Regions from separate parts of the Sus scrofa genome. Here region 1 is linked to region 2. A link is a contact called in public Hi-C data. All regions are on one chromosome and are shown on one strand. The core of a region is the stretch at or near the end of the contact, and the rest is flanking DNA. Distances in the headings are between cores, read along the strand shown.

Evidence for each region. A called contact is a pair of places that touch in the nucleus more often than the background predicts.
Region 1: a contact with region 2 is called in a Hi-C map of liver, with 3 times the contacts expected there. The contact joins two enhancer-like sites. A contact is called at or near these places in 16 of 47 Hi-C or Micro-C datasets (blood, embryonic fibroblasts, heart right ventricle and 7 more) and 1 of 2 datasets of contacts at active chromatin or transcription factors (alveolar macrophages).

The regions. Positions count from the first base shown.
Region 1 is chr14:122,860,801-122,867,091 of Sscrofa11.1, forward strand. VTI1A (vesicle transport through interaction with t-SNAREs homolog 1A) reads left to right here. Exons shown (of 10, transcript XM_013983738.2): 4 at 3,059-3,169. Among named protein-coding and RNA genes, the nearest start is that of VTI1A, 15 kb to the left of the region's middle. Within about 2 kb of position 2,936, at least 1 of the 83 cell types and tissues checked has an H3K27ac peak or open chromatin away from gene starts, as enhancers often do. A contact at or near this core is called in liver, where this site is marked.
Region 2 is chr14:122,767,028-122,773,946 of Sscrofa11.1, forward strand. It overlaps the pseudogene LOC100626929. Among named protein-coding and RNA genes, the nearest start is that of ACSL5, 10 kb to the right of the region's middle. Within about 2 kb of position 2,769, at least 11 of the 83 cell types and tissues checked have an H3K27ac peak or open chromatin away from gene starts, as enhancers often do. A contact at or near this core is called in liver, where this site is marked.

The DNA of each region.
Region 1 (6,291 bases), core at 1,686-4,185, 94 kb after region 2:
ACAGGTACTACTACTTGGTGTTCCCTTCGAACTAACTGATATACTTAGAGCAGTTTCCCAAAGTGGTTTCTCTTGACTGGTACTGCCTATTCAGATTAGTTTGGGAAACTATAGCTTAAGCAGAATTGGAGGCCAGGTCTTTTCTGTTACTGTTTTTCTATAAATCTTTCTTAGACCCTTAAGTAGGATAAGAGGTGCACTATGAGGGGCAGCATGTCCCCAGCTTGTTTGCCTGAGTAACATTTGTTAACAGGACCTTACCCGGGGGGCTGCTGCTCCCAGGGTGGGTCTGAAGAAATAGCTGGGTGTTGCTCTTCTTATACTGCACACATTTCCTTTGTGTCTTCGCGTGCTCAGGCAGCAAGGTGCTGAGCTGCTACTCTTCCTGTCTCTGGTTCTTCTCTAGCTGTCAGAACGCTGATGCTCCCCTCACCCTGTAAGGTCTCCTTCCCACGGCACTGTCTACACAGAGGCAGCTTCGCTCCTAACTCCCCAACTTCTCGTGTTTACCTCCCTTTTGAAAGTTCTCCCCCCTGCTTCCAATAGTTTTCTCTTTCCTTTCTTTCCTTTTGATAATCAACTGTTTCTCTCATGCTTCCTGGCCTTCAAGTGAAAAGACTGGTCTTTTATACACCATAGCTGCCACTCAGGGCATCTCTTCCTTCTGGTTGGCAGGCTTACCATAAATATACCCCATCAATTTTTTGGACCTTGAATATCTTCTTATACTGCTGAGTTTTCAATTGCAGGGTTTTTGGGGTTTGTTGTTGTTGTTGTTGTTGTTGTTGTTGTTGTTTTCCCAGCAAAATCTGTGTTTTGGCTCATTGGTTGCCTTCTTTTGGGGACATTGATTTACTTTATGATGTTAGGAAGCTGGTTTCTGGATAACCAAGGTGTTACTGTACCAAGAAGTATAAAACCTAGTTATATCCTCATGGCGCTTGTAGTCACCTCCAGTTGTTACTAACGTGAGGAGTTTTGTCTTAGATGTGTGTTTCGTTTTGTTTAAAATGACGAGGCAGCTGATTTACTTAATTTTGATGACATCCTCGTTAAGGACACTGATCATTACATTAGGTACTGTCCTTTTGATGTGGACCCTGGGAGAAAAAACTTCATTATGATTTTACTTACTAGGATTAGTTATATTTCTGCTGAACAATTTGTATTAATCCCTTAGACACTGCCCGTCTTCCACTTGACGTTGGCCATGTGAATGTTGTGACAATATGGAACCAAAACATCCTAGCCTTATTTCTGGTTTCATTTAAAGTGTTTGTTGTCTGTTTCTTCTTTTTCTTCTTACCTGCTTTTGATTAGTTTTAAGTGTCCTTGTAAAATGCCTGAAACAGAAATGTAGTTAACACTCAGATTTTCACTTACATGTACTTTGCAGTTATTTGTCTGCATGATTCTACTCAACCTTATTAGAACTAAGTACTAAATGATAATTTTGGAGAAGTGCTTTAAACAATTGCCTTGCTGAATCACAAATTTATTGGGGTATCATGTTTATGTTGAGACATGTTAGTTTGGGGATCTAATCGGAGCTGTAGCCGCCAGCCTACACCAGAGCCACAGCAATGTGGGATCCGAGCCACGTCTGCAACCTACACCACAGCTCACAGCAACACCGGATCGTTAACCCACTGAGCAAGGCCAGGGATCGAACCCGCAACCTCATGGCTCCTAGTCGGATTCATTAACCACTGAGCCACAACGGGAACTCCAGAGACACATCAGTAATTTAAATGGTTACTGCTTTACATCAAGGCTAGTTAAAACTGTCACTTTTTTTCATTATAAAAATTAAAGTTTGTGAATTGAACCATAGTTTTCTGGTTTATCTGAGTTCTACTATTGTTACTCAGACCCTAACATTAGATAAATAAGTTTTATTAGTGCTAAGCATAGTGTTCATGGCAATAATTTGAGAATGCTTGAAAAAGCAAAATATAGGGCAACAGTTTTGGATGTGGGTTTATTAGACATGGCCTGAGCCAATCTGTAGTTGTTGGTTTTTATTTCTTAAACAACCTGTGATATCTTGGGTCGTACTTGCTGTATTTCTTCTTGATCATCAGTAATCATGACTACTGTTGTTAGCATTAATCTAGTGATTACCAAGTAAGAGGCACTGTTCTAAGCCCATTATGGGAATTACCCTGTTTACTCTTTACAGCTGCCCTACAAAAGACATACTATTTTTAGAAATGGGAAAAGTTAAGAAACCTGTTCATAATTGTCTGGAAACAATAAAAATCATTATAAAGTAAAATAAAATAAATTGAGTTACTAGTAAGCAGAGGAGCCTACGCTCTGAACCCAGGCATCTGACTTGAAAGCCTCGTTCTTCACCATCATACTCCTTCTGTATGGCCTCCGGGTTTTGCTCATGTGTTGCTCGTGTGTTGTTTCCAAAGTGTTATGTCATGACAGTGTTAGAAAGTGCCTCGCTGGGATTTCAGTGAGCTTGTGTAATTTAACATGCTACTGTATCCATTTAATGCCCTAGCAACATGTTTATAAAGTATAAGCCTAAGGCCAAGATCACAGATTGATTGGCATGGGATTTTACCAATCAGAAGAGACTTTCCAGGAGAACTTTCACCAGACGACTTAGGCTGGGCTGGGAGACTAATAGTAGAAATAACGATGTGGTTTATCTTCTCATAGTTCTGATGGTTCGGGGGTCAGAAGACCAGACCAGGTTGGGTTGAATGATAGGATACTCCATGGATTGTAAAATCATTATTATTGAGGACATTTGGACTGATGCCTTTGTCTTTAAAAAAAATTCTTGACCAAGTAAGCACTTTGGCACTCTATGTGTCACTTGGCAAGCCCTCAGTACCTGTTCGTTGACCTTAAAAATTGAGCACAGAAGTAGCCCTAGCGCTCATCTGACCACAGGCAGCTGGCTCCCTGGGCCTGATTCCTCAAGTTGTGAAATGCGAAAATGGAATTGGAATTCAGTCCTCTCGGTGCTGAATGTCTGGTCACATGGAGAGTAAGCATACGGTTTAAAACAAATCATGTTTTTCTCTCATCCTTCCAGTTGGAACAGATGGACCTGGAAGTCCGAGAGATTCCACCCCAAAGTCGAGGAATGTACAGCAACAGAATGAGAAGCTACAAGCAAGAAATGGGAAAACTTGAGACAGATTTTGTGAGTCAGATTCCATCCTTTGTTCTACCTACCAGTCTTTACACCAAGTTTCACCTATTTTTTTAAAATTTGCCCCCCACCCCCACCCCAAGCCTCAGTCAGTCAGCAGTAAGTGCACTGTGTTTAGGGGCTTGTGCCCAAGACAAACAACAGCTAACAATGACTTGGGATCTAAAAATGCTTATAGAGCTGCTAATAGTGGACTTGAGGGTATGTTGAATTCATGACTTACAAAAAAGATTCAAATCTCGTGGATTTTTTTTAGTCTGGACAGTCTTTATTGGTATTCAGCATTTATTAGAATTTTAAAATCCAATTTTGGGCCTTTCAGAGTTTGCAGCCTTTAAGATACAGTGTTTATGGATGGACTTCAAAGGCTTGTGAATATCCTGAAATTATATATATATATATATATATATATATATATATTTTTTTTTTTTTTTTTTTTTTTTTTTTTTTTGCCTTTTTAGGGCCACACCTGTGGCATATGGAGGTTCCCAGGCTAGGGGTTGAATCAGAGCTGTAGCCGCCAGTCTATGCCAGAGCCACAGCAACTTGGGGTCGGAGCTGTGCCTGCGGCCTACACCACAGCTCACGGCAATGCTGGATCCTTAACCCGCTGAGCGAGGCCAGGGATTGAACCTGCATCCTCATGGATGCTAGTTGGGTTCGTTAACTACTGAGCGACGATGGGAACTCCCCTATATCAGTATTTTTGGGTGTATGTTTCTATTGGTATTTTTTTTCTGGGATAAGCTCCACAGCCTTTATTTTTAGAGTCTTAAAAAGATAAAATTACACTCCTCCCTGCCAAAAGACAAAAGGAACTCAATAACTCATATAAGGGATCCCTTTGTATCAGTTGTCTCCTGAAGCCACTTAGCTTTCTCTTCCTCTATATCTGACTCTCAACTCCACCCACTTCATACAAATTTCAGAATATAAATGTAAAACTATGATGTTAACATCGTTAATAATTAGAAAGTAATAGGAGTAGGAAAGATACAGGTCATAATACTCAGCCATTAAAAGGAATGAAATAATGGCACTGTAGCAACATGGATGGACTTAGAAATTATCATGCTAAGTGACGTTAATCAGACAGTGAGACACAAACATTATATGCTATCACTTATATGTGGAATATAAAAAAATTTACAGAACAGAAACTGACTCACGGACTTTGAAAAACTTATGGTTACCCAAGGAGACAGGTTGGGGGGGTGGGATTTTAGGGTGGGATGGTTGTACCTATAAACATATTAAAATTCACTGAATTAAAAAAAAAAGGAAGAAAAGATACAGGTGAGCAATTCCGCTTCTGGATATATACCCAAGAGAATTGAAAGCCTCGATCTTGAAGAGAGATTTATATACCCATGATTGTGGCAGCATTATTTGCTCTACTAAAAGATGGAAACAACCCAAGTGTCCATCAACAGATGATCAGATAAAATGCGGTGTGTGTGTATGGTGGAATATTATATAGCCTTAAAAACGAGGGAATTCTGACACATGCTATGACATGGATGAACTTTGAGAACACTATGCTAAATGAAATAAGCCAATCACAAAAGACACATGCCATGTTTCTGTTTGTATAATGTACCTAAAGTAGTTACATTTATAGAAAGTGGGTTGGTGGTTGTCAAGGGCTGGAGGGAGCTACTGCTAAATGGGTACAGAATTTCAGTTTTTTTTTTTTTTTTGTCTTGTTTGTTGTCGTTGTTGTTGTTGTTGCTATTTCTTGGGCCGCTCCCGCGGCATATGGAGGTTCCCAGGCTACAATCGGAGCTGTAGCCACCGGCCTACGCCAGAGCCACAGCAACGCGGGATCCGAGCCGCGTCAGCAACCTACACCACAGCTCACAGCAACGCCGGATCGTTAACCCACTGAGCAAGGGCAGGGATCGAACCCGCAACCTCATGGTTCCTAGTCGGATTCGTTAACCACTGCGCTACCACGGGAACTCCAGCAATGTGAATATTTTTAACTCTATTGAACTCTACACTTAAAATTGGTTAAGATGGTCAATTATATATTATGTGTATTTTACTGCAATTAAAACCTTAAAAAAGTTTTACCTGTGAGTGACAGGAGTCAAGTGTGTTGGCATGTAAACAACTGTATTTCTGACCCGGGGGTCCAAATTCATAAAGAAATTCAAGAATTTATACAGGTCTTTTTGCCTCTGTTCCTTCCTTAGGTGTTTTACCTTTGGAAGCTACATCTCCTAAACTTCCCACCACAAGGTCAATGTACTGAATCTCCTAGAAATTCTACCCAGAGTCTGGAAATAGGGTGATTTGTTATTTTGTGTATTATTTTATTTTATTATTTTATTTTTTAGGGCCACAACTGTGGCATATGAAGTTCTCAGGCTAGGGGTCGAATAGGAGCTGCAGCGCTAGTCTTCTCCACAGCCATGCCACATCTGTGACCTATGCTGTATCTTGTATGCAACACTGGATCCTTAACCCACTGAGCAAGGCCAGGGATCGAACCCACATCCTCATGGATACTAGTCGGGTTCTTTACCTGCTAAGCCACAACAGGAACTCCTGCGTATTTATTTTATATTATAATTTTTTTTTTCCTGAGAAGCTGAGATGGGCTATCCAGTGACTCATGCATTTATCTTTTAAGTTGTGTCCTATTAATTAAAAAGGAAAATTGGAATCCATGACAGGCCTACATTCAGAAAAGAAATGTAACCATCTTGCTTCTATGCTCTATACTAGATAAAACTTTCTTTAACTGCTTTGTGAAAGGCAGTTTCTTGCAGCAAGAATATGAGACAACATGAGAAAATCTGGATTGATATAAGAATTGGACAACTCAAATGTATACTTAGACAGTTCTAATTAAAGTTAATGGATTAATTAAGCCTTCATGTTTCTCTGTCTAGATGATGGTAGGAGCCTCCTTCCGTTCTTCTCCCACCGTAAACCCCTCTCCACACCGCTCTAGAAGTATCTAACACACTGATCTGAATATGTCACCCTCTTCTGCAAAATCCTACAGAGCTCTGTGGGAACCGAATAAAATTCAGGTCAACTTCTAGGCTTTCTATTCTGTTCCATTGCTTCTTTACATGTCTAGAAATTTTATTAGTATATAT
Region 2 (6,919 bases), core at 1,519-4,018:
CCTATCCTAATAAACCTTTTTCTTGCCGATCACTTTGTCTCTCGCTGAATTCCCTCTGTACAGAGATGTGAAGAAACTGAGCCTCAGTGAGTCCAGACACAGGGTGAGTGATTCTAATTTAGAACATTGGGGAGTTCCCGTCGTGGCTCAGTGGTTAACGAATCCAACTAAGAACCATAAGGTTGTGGGTTTGATCCCTGGCCTTGATCAATGGAGTTAAGGATCCGGCATTGTCATGAGCTGTGGTGGAGGTTACAGACACGGCTCGGACCCTGTGCTGCTGTGGCTCTGGCATAGGCTTGGCAGCTACAGCTCCAATTAGACCCCTAGCCTGGGAACCTCCATGTGTCACGGGAGTGGCCCTAGAAAAGGCAAAAAAAAAAAAGGAGACAATAAAACTTTGGTTTTGACTTCTTGTCGTGGCTCAGTGGTTGCAGGTTCGATCCCTGGCCTCGCTCAGTGGGTTAAGGATCCGGCGTTGCTGTGAGCTGTGGTGTAGATCACAGACTCGGCTCGGCTTAGCTCTGGCATTGCTGTGGCTGTGGTGTAGGCAGGCCGCCACAGCTCCAGTTAGACCTGTAGCCTGGGAACCTCCATATGCCATGGGTGCAGCCCTAAAAAGACAAAAAAAAAAAAAAAAAAAAAAAAAAGATAAAACCTTAGGTTCAAGTTCCAATCTGGGTTTAGGCTGGGTTCAAGTCCCAATCTGTGTTCTGGCTAGGTTCAGGCCGTTAGTGCTGTCAGTTTCAATAGGATAGTGGAATAAAAATTGAACTTGTATAAAGGGAGGAGACTGTGTTTCTTAGATCTGCAACAAAACTAGTTCCTTGGATCCAATAGCCACTCCTTTATGTAACTATACACATAGCACTCCCAGAAGGCTGCGGATGGCACACTGGACTTGGCGTTGATAAGGACACACTGCCTGTTTCTGAGAAGGTTTAGGTGAAGGAGGGAATCCTCCCTCCCTCCCGGGGATACTGCCTGTCTCATATGTACTTCAAACTTTTTTTTTTTTTTCTAAGCTTTTTAGGGCTCAGCATATGGAGGTTCCCAGGCTAGGGGTCTAATTGGAGCTACAGCTGCCAGCCTACACCACAGCCACAGCAATGCCAGATCTGAGCCTAGTCTGCAACCTATACCACAGCTCACGGCAACGCCGGATCCTTAACCCACTGAGTGGGGCCAGAGACCGAACCTGCATCCTCATGGATACTAGTCAGTTCGTTACCACTGGTCCATAATAGGAACTTCCTGTACTTCAAACTGGTTTTTTGTTTGTTTGTTTGTTTGTTTGTTTTTTGGCTTTTTGCCTTTTCTGGGGCCATTCCCATGGCGTATGGAGGTTCCCAGGCTAGGGGTCTAATCAGCTGTAGCTGCCGGTCTACACCACAGCCACAGCAACTCGGGATCTGAGCCAAGTCTGCAACCCACACCACAGCTCACAGCAATGCCAGATCCCTAACCCACCGAGCAAGGCCAGGGATCGAACCTGCAGCCTCATGGTTCGTAGTCGGATTCGTTAACCACTGCCACAATGGGAACTCGTGTACTTCAAACTCTTGACATTCCTCCTGTGCTGCTGAGATAGACTCTTCCTCTGGCCTGAATGTGTTGCTCTTTCTCATGTGTGTTTTGTTTTTGTTTTTTTTTGTTTGTTTGTTTTTTGTCTTTTTGTCTTTTTAGGGTTTGCACCCGCAGCATATGGCATATGGATGTTCCCAGGCTAGGGGTCTAACTGGAGCTGTAGCTGCTGGCCTATGCCACAGCCACAGCAACGCGGGATCCGAGCCTCATCTGTGACCTACACCACAGCTCACAGCAACACCGGATCCTTAACCCACTGAGCAAGGCCAGGGATCGAACCCACAACCTCATGGTTCCTAGTCAGATTCGTTTCTGCTGCGTGCCACAACGAGAACTCCCTGTTCTCATTGTTATTATTTTTTGTGTTTTATTTTGTTTGCCAGGAAAGAGTTTTTGTTGCCTGAACATTTGCTTTTGACAACCTGGAGATTCTAATCCATACTTTCAAGTTTTCTTCTGGCTACAGAACTAACCTGAAGTGTGGCAGGTTGGTCGGCCTAAATGTCAGATTTCTGATCTGAAGATTTCTTCTGTGGTCTTTGATCCTGCCTCCCAGATGACTGCCCCAACCCCCCGATTAACCTTAGCTTGAAGAGCAAAAACTTCCAGAAACTGGTAGGGAGGAGGGGCAGCTGCCTGCTCATATCAGATACTGAATGATTAACATGTATTCTGAGAACACCTTTGTTGTCACAGTGTCCCAAACACTGAGCAAATGTGCCCTGGCCTTAATGCATCTTTCTCTGGTGAATATACACTCCCCCCCCCCCCGGTCTTTTTAGGGCCACACGCGCGGCATATGGAGATTCCCAGACAAGGGGTCGAATCTGACGCAGGATCCAAGCCATATCTGTGATCTACACCACAGCTCATGGCAACACTGGATCCTTAATCCACTGAGCAAGGCCAGGGATCGAACCTGTGTCCTCATGGATGCTAGTCAGATTCATTTCAACTGCGTCACAACGGGAACTCCTGATTATATGCTTTTGACCCTTGAGATTGATAGGCTTCTCCATCTGAGACTGTGGTGGGGGGCTGGGGGCTGGGTAGCACAAGGCCTATTGTCTGGGCGGCGTCTCTCTGGTGCTTTGCCATCTAAAGCGAGGCAGGATGTCCCTCTGGCTCCCCCACCCTCTTCTGCTTCTGGTCTGGAGAGACCAGAACCCCTCCCACTTCCTGGCGTTTCCGCTTGGCTCTGTCACAAGCTCCCAAATAGCTCCCTAGCCAGGGGCTCCGTTCTGTGGGTCCAGGGAAGCAAGGCTGCAAATCAGAGGACAGCTGTCCTTAAAGGCTTGGCAAGGGGGAGGGTGTAAGCAGGCCATGCACCCCCCCCACCCCAAATACTCATGCTCCCGTCCTATTTCTCCCACTCTTCCTGTAAGAGGCAGTATAGCAGAATGATTGGGAGCACAGGCATGAAATGAGACTTACGCCGACTGGGGAAAGTTTTGTATTATCTGAAGCTGGATTTCCTTCTTTCTCTTTCTTTTCTTTTGCCATCCCTGCAGTATATGGAAGTTCCCAGGCTAAGGGTTCGAACCAGAGCTGCAGCTGCAGACCTACGCCATAGCTACAGCCACAGCCACAGCAATAGCAGATCTAAGCAGCTTGAAGCAACGCCAGGCAACACCAAATCCTTAACCCACTGAGCAAGGCCAGGAATCCAACCCACATCCTCATGGATACTAGTTGGGTTCTTAAGCTGCAGAGCCACCATGGGAACTCCCGAGATTTCCTTGTTTTTAATTACCCTGATGAGCTCAGGAGAGGATTAGATGAAGTCGGAGATGTTGACCACATAGCATGGTGCCTTGCATGAGATGAGAGTCAGTGCATAGTAGCAGTTTTATAATAAGAAACTACTGCTTCATTCAAGAAGATCATGGCCTCTCCAGAGGATAAGGACGCCGCTTTCTAAGGAACAGGTCAAAGACACCACTGTCCTCAAATCCACCCAGAGCAGGTATAACATGTTTACTGCACTGCTGACAACTTGCCGTTTTATTCTACAGGCATGAAGGCAGGAGACCTTTGGTCTACGTCAGTGCTGTCCAAGAAAAACAGAGTGTGAGCTACTTATGTAATTTTAAAATTCTCAGTGGCCAGATTTAAAAGATTAAAAGAAACAGGTAGGATTACTTACCTAGTTTTATCTGAAACATTATTTCAACATGGAATCAGTATGTTACACACTGAGATTTTGTAATTCTTACTAAGTCTCCAAAATTTGGTGTTTTGTACTTCAGTACGTGGTAACAGAGACTTTGTTCATGTCAAGTGCTCGGCGGGCCACATGTAGCCCCTGGTTTCAGTACTGGATATGGCATGTCTAAATCTTCGTTCTGAGCTACATTTCTAATTAGCTGCGAAGCTGTGATGGTTCCTATGGGGTTATTGAAGGTTCTGGAAATTTGGAGCTGACACTCTCAGAGCCCTTTACACTCTCCATCAGATATTTTTTTCTTCTTTTTAAGGCTGCCCCTGCAGCATATGGAAGTTTCCAGGCTAAGGGTTGAATGAGAGTTGCAGCTGCCCGCCTACACCACGGCCACAGCCATGCTGGATCCTAGCTGCTTAGGCAACCTACACCACAGCTCATGGCAACTCCGGATCCTTAACCCACTGAGCAAGGCCAGGGGTTGAATTTGAATCCTCATGGATACTAGTCGGGTTTTTAACCTGCTGAGCCACAACAGGAACTCCTCCATCTCATTTTTAAATGATATCAGGAAGGAATCTCTTGCTGATTAAGGAGCAAGTTGCCCTTGTCACTGTGTCCCAACCTGTGGATATCATGACCCTGAGAATAGTAGCGTTTATATAACACACTGAATCCCCTAGGTGGGGCTGGCTGTAAAGACACCCTGCACCATGAGGGCTGAGGCATCAGTGTCCCTTGGCCCACCAGGGTGCCATGGCTTGCCAGTCCAGAAGTTCAGACCCAAGTCTGCAAGGCAGTCCGCTCTGTCTCTGTTGTTTGGGAGAGGGGAGGCAGACCTGGGGTCAAGGGAAGCTTTTTATTGTAATTGTGCAAACACCATTCTTGGCAACCAAGTGCTCAAGCTTAAGTAACACTTCTTTCCCACAAAGAATGAGCAAGTGGCCTTAAGAGCTCAAGTGCCCCAGCTATTACTTTCAGTGACCCCAGTTGAGTAAAACAAGCTGCTCCAGACACCGAGCTATGGGGTCAGCTTCTGTGTGGCTGACGGTTTGGCCCAGAATAGCACTGTGGCCACTGCCAGCACAGCAGACCACAAAGCATAAAGAGCCAGGGACTGCACAGCTGAAAGATGCGGTGCATTGCCCCCCACTCCCAGCCCCACCCTCACCCTGCCTTTAGCGGGGGTGGCATGAAGCCAGGCTCTGTGTGGAGAAGGTGCTCAGAGGCAGGAAGGATGTCCAGCCAGAGGGGAAGCCCAGGTTCACATGGCTGGCCTTGGGTTCTCCTTCCTCCAGGGTGATGGTTCTTAATTGTCTTTGAGACACCAAAGTTCCCAAGAGAAATGCATATACAATTGCATGAGATTGCAAGGGGTTCAATCCTTAATCGCAGATAGGTACTTGGGCTCCAGACTCAAGACTACCTGAGTTCAAAATCTGCCTTTAAAACTCTGTCAACTGTTGAGCCATGTGCCTTGAGCAAGTTAACTCGACCTCCCTTAGACTTTGCTGCAAAATAAGAACTTCTGCAAAATAACAAGAACCTCTTCATAGAGCTGCCGTGAGATTAAATGAGATCAGATAGCTCAGTGCGGTGCAGCTGCATGGGAGGTGCTTAATAATATTCATAATTATATCATCTTGACAGCCTTCGGAAAGGAGCAGATCTGAGAGCCTGAGATTGCTCCTCTGTGAAGTGTACTTTGAGTGCCATTAGCCCTTCAAAACATCAGATAACCACGGAGAGGGTGGGTATGGAATGCCAGTAATTGGATTGACTGGTTATGGCACCTTGTTCAGAGTTACCTTCGCCCCTTTTCACATCACAGGAGAAGGGTAAACTTCCAAATCGGCTCTGCTGCGTGGGAAGCTAAAGGTCAGTCCATCACAGCTTTAGTTTTGCCCACTTTGTGTCATCATAGCCTCTGCCTTGCTGTACAGCTAATGCTAGGGAGGGGCATAGCCTCTCTTCCATTCTGATTCATCATGACTGAGTCCACATGAATGGGTTCAGCCTATAGCTCTGGACACTCCTTCTCATTCTTGCCCATCTTCTAAAGACTTGGATTAGTAGAACAGCTTCAGATCCTTCCTAAAAATGTGTTCCCTGTGCCCCACGTGTCTCAGCTCCTCCAGACCCCTTCGCGTTCTCTTCTCACCTCCATTTTTAGTTCTTTGCCCTCACTCGGAATGCTGAGACTCTGCATTGTTGAGTAGCTGTTCCAGCCTCTGAATCCAATGAAATATTCTAAAGCAGAGGCGCCAGAAGTGCAAGATGAATCACCTGGTCTCTGAGGGGCAGAGGTTTTGTTAAAAGGAGAAGCTCCACTTTCCTCTAGAAGGACTTCATGATGCTTCGGTGATGTCTGGAATCTGGAAACATCCCAAAGACCTTTAAAGAATATTTGGTGCCCTGACTGGGTCACGTCTCCCAACCTGCTCCAACATTTTCTCTGTCACTACTCGTGCTCCAGAAAGTTCTCCTTTTCAGGAACAAGCTGCAAATCACCAGGCTTTGCAACATAGCCAAGAAGTTGTTTTTTGTTTTTTTTTGTTTTAAATGCTTGGCCCCACTGTCATCATCATTTTCTTGGGAGGGTATCATACCTTCTCCGAGTCACCGTCTTTTCAGCTGCACAAATCATAACTACTCGGCAGATTTCCTGGCAGCCACCGAAGTTTTGGATGTTGAAGGTGTTTTTCCTTCTGACCTTATACCTGCCGGGTTTGTTCAGGGTTAGTGTGGAGGTGTTTTATAAATTGGAAGGAGCTATATGCATGCTCAGTGGTGCTATGTAGTTGGCCTGCTGAGAAGGTCTGTCTTTCCCTGCTTTTAAGACCAGGAGAAACCTGCTGGTCTTAAAAGAGCTGCCAGCCCCTATGGCAGGAGCTTATCTTCGCTGTTTCCAAGCTGTGTTACACAGCTCTGAAATGTTGGTCTCTGGTCTTCTAGAACTATTGTGAATGAAATGTCCCTATGAAAGCGGAGGAAATGTGTACAATGCCTGTCGTGTCAGATTCCTCCCCTTGGGCACCTCACCTGTGAATGACATAAGACAGCAAAGGTTTGCACTCCTTAGAGGCCAAGGCATGCCTGAACAGGAAAGGAATTTGTTTTTTTATTGATTTCTCAATACATATGGCTCTGAAGAGGGAGGGAGAAGTGGAG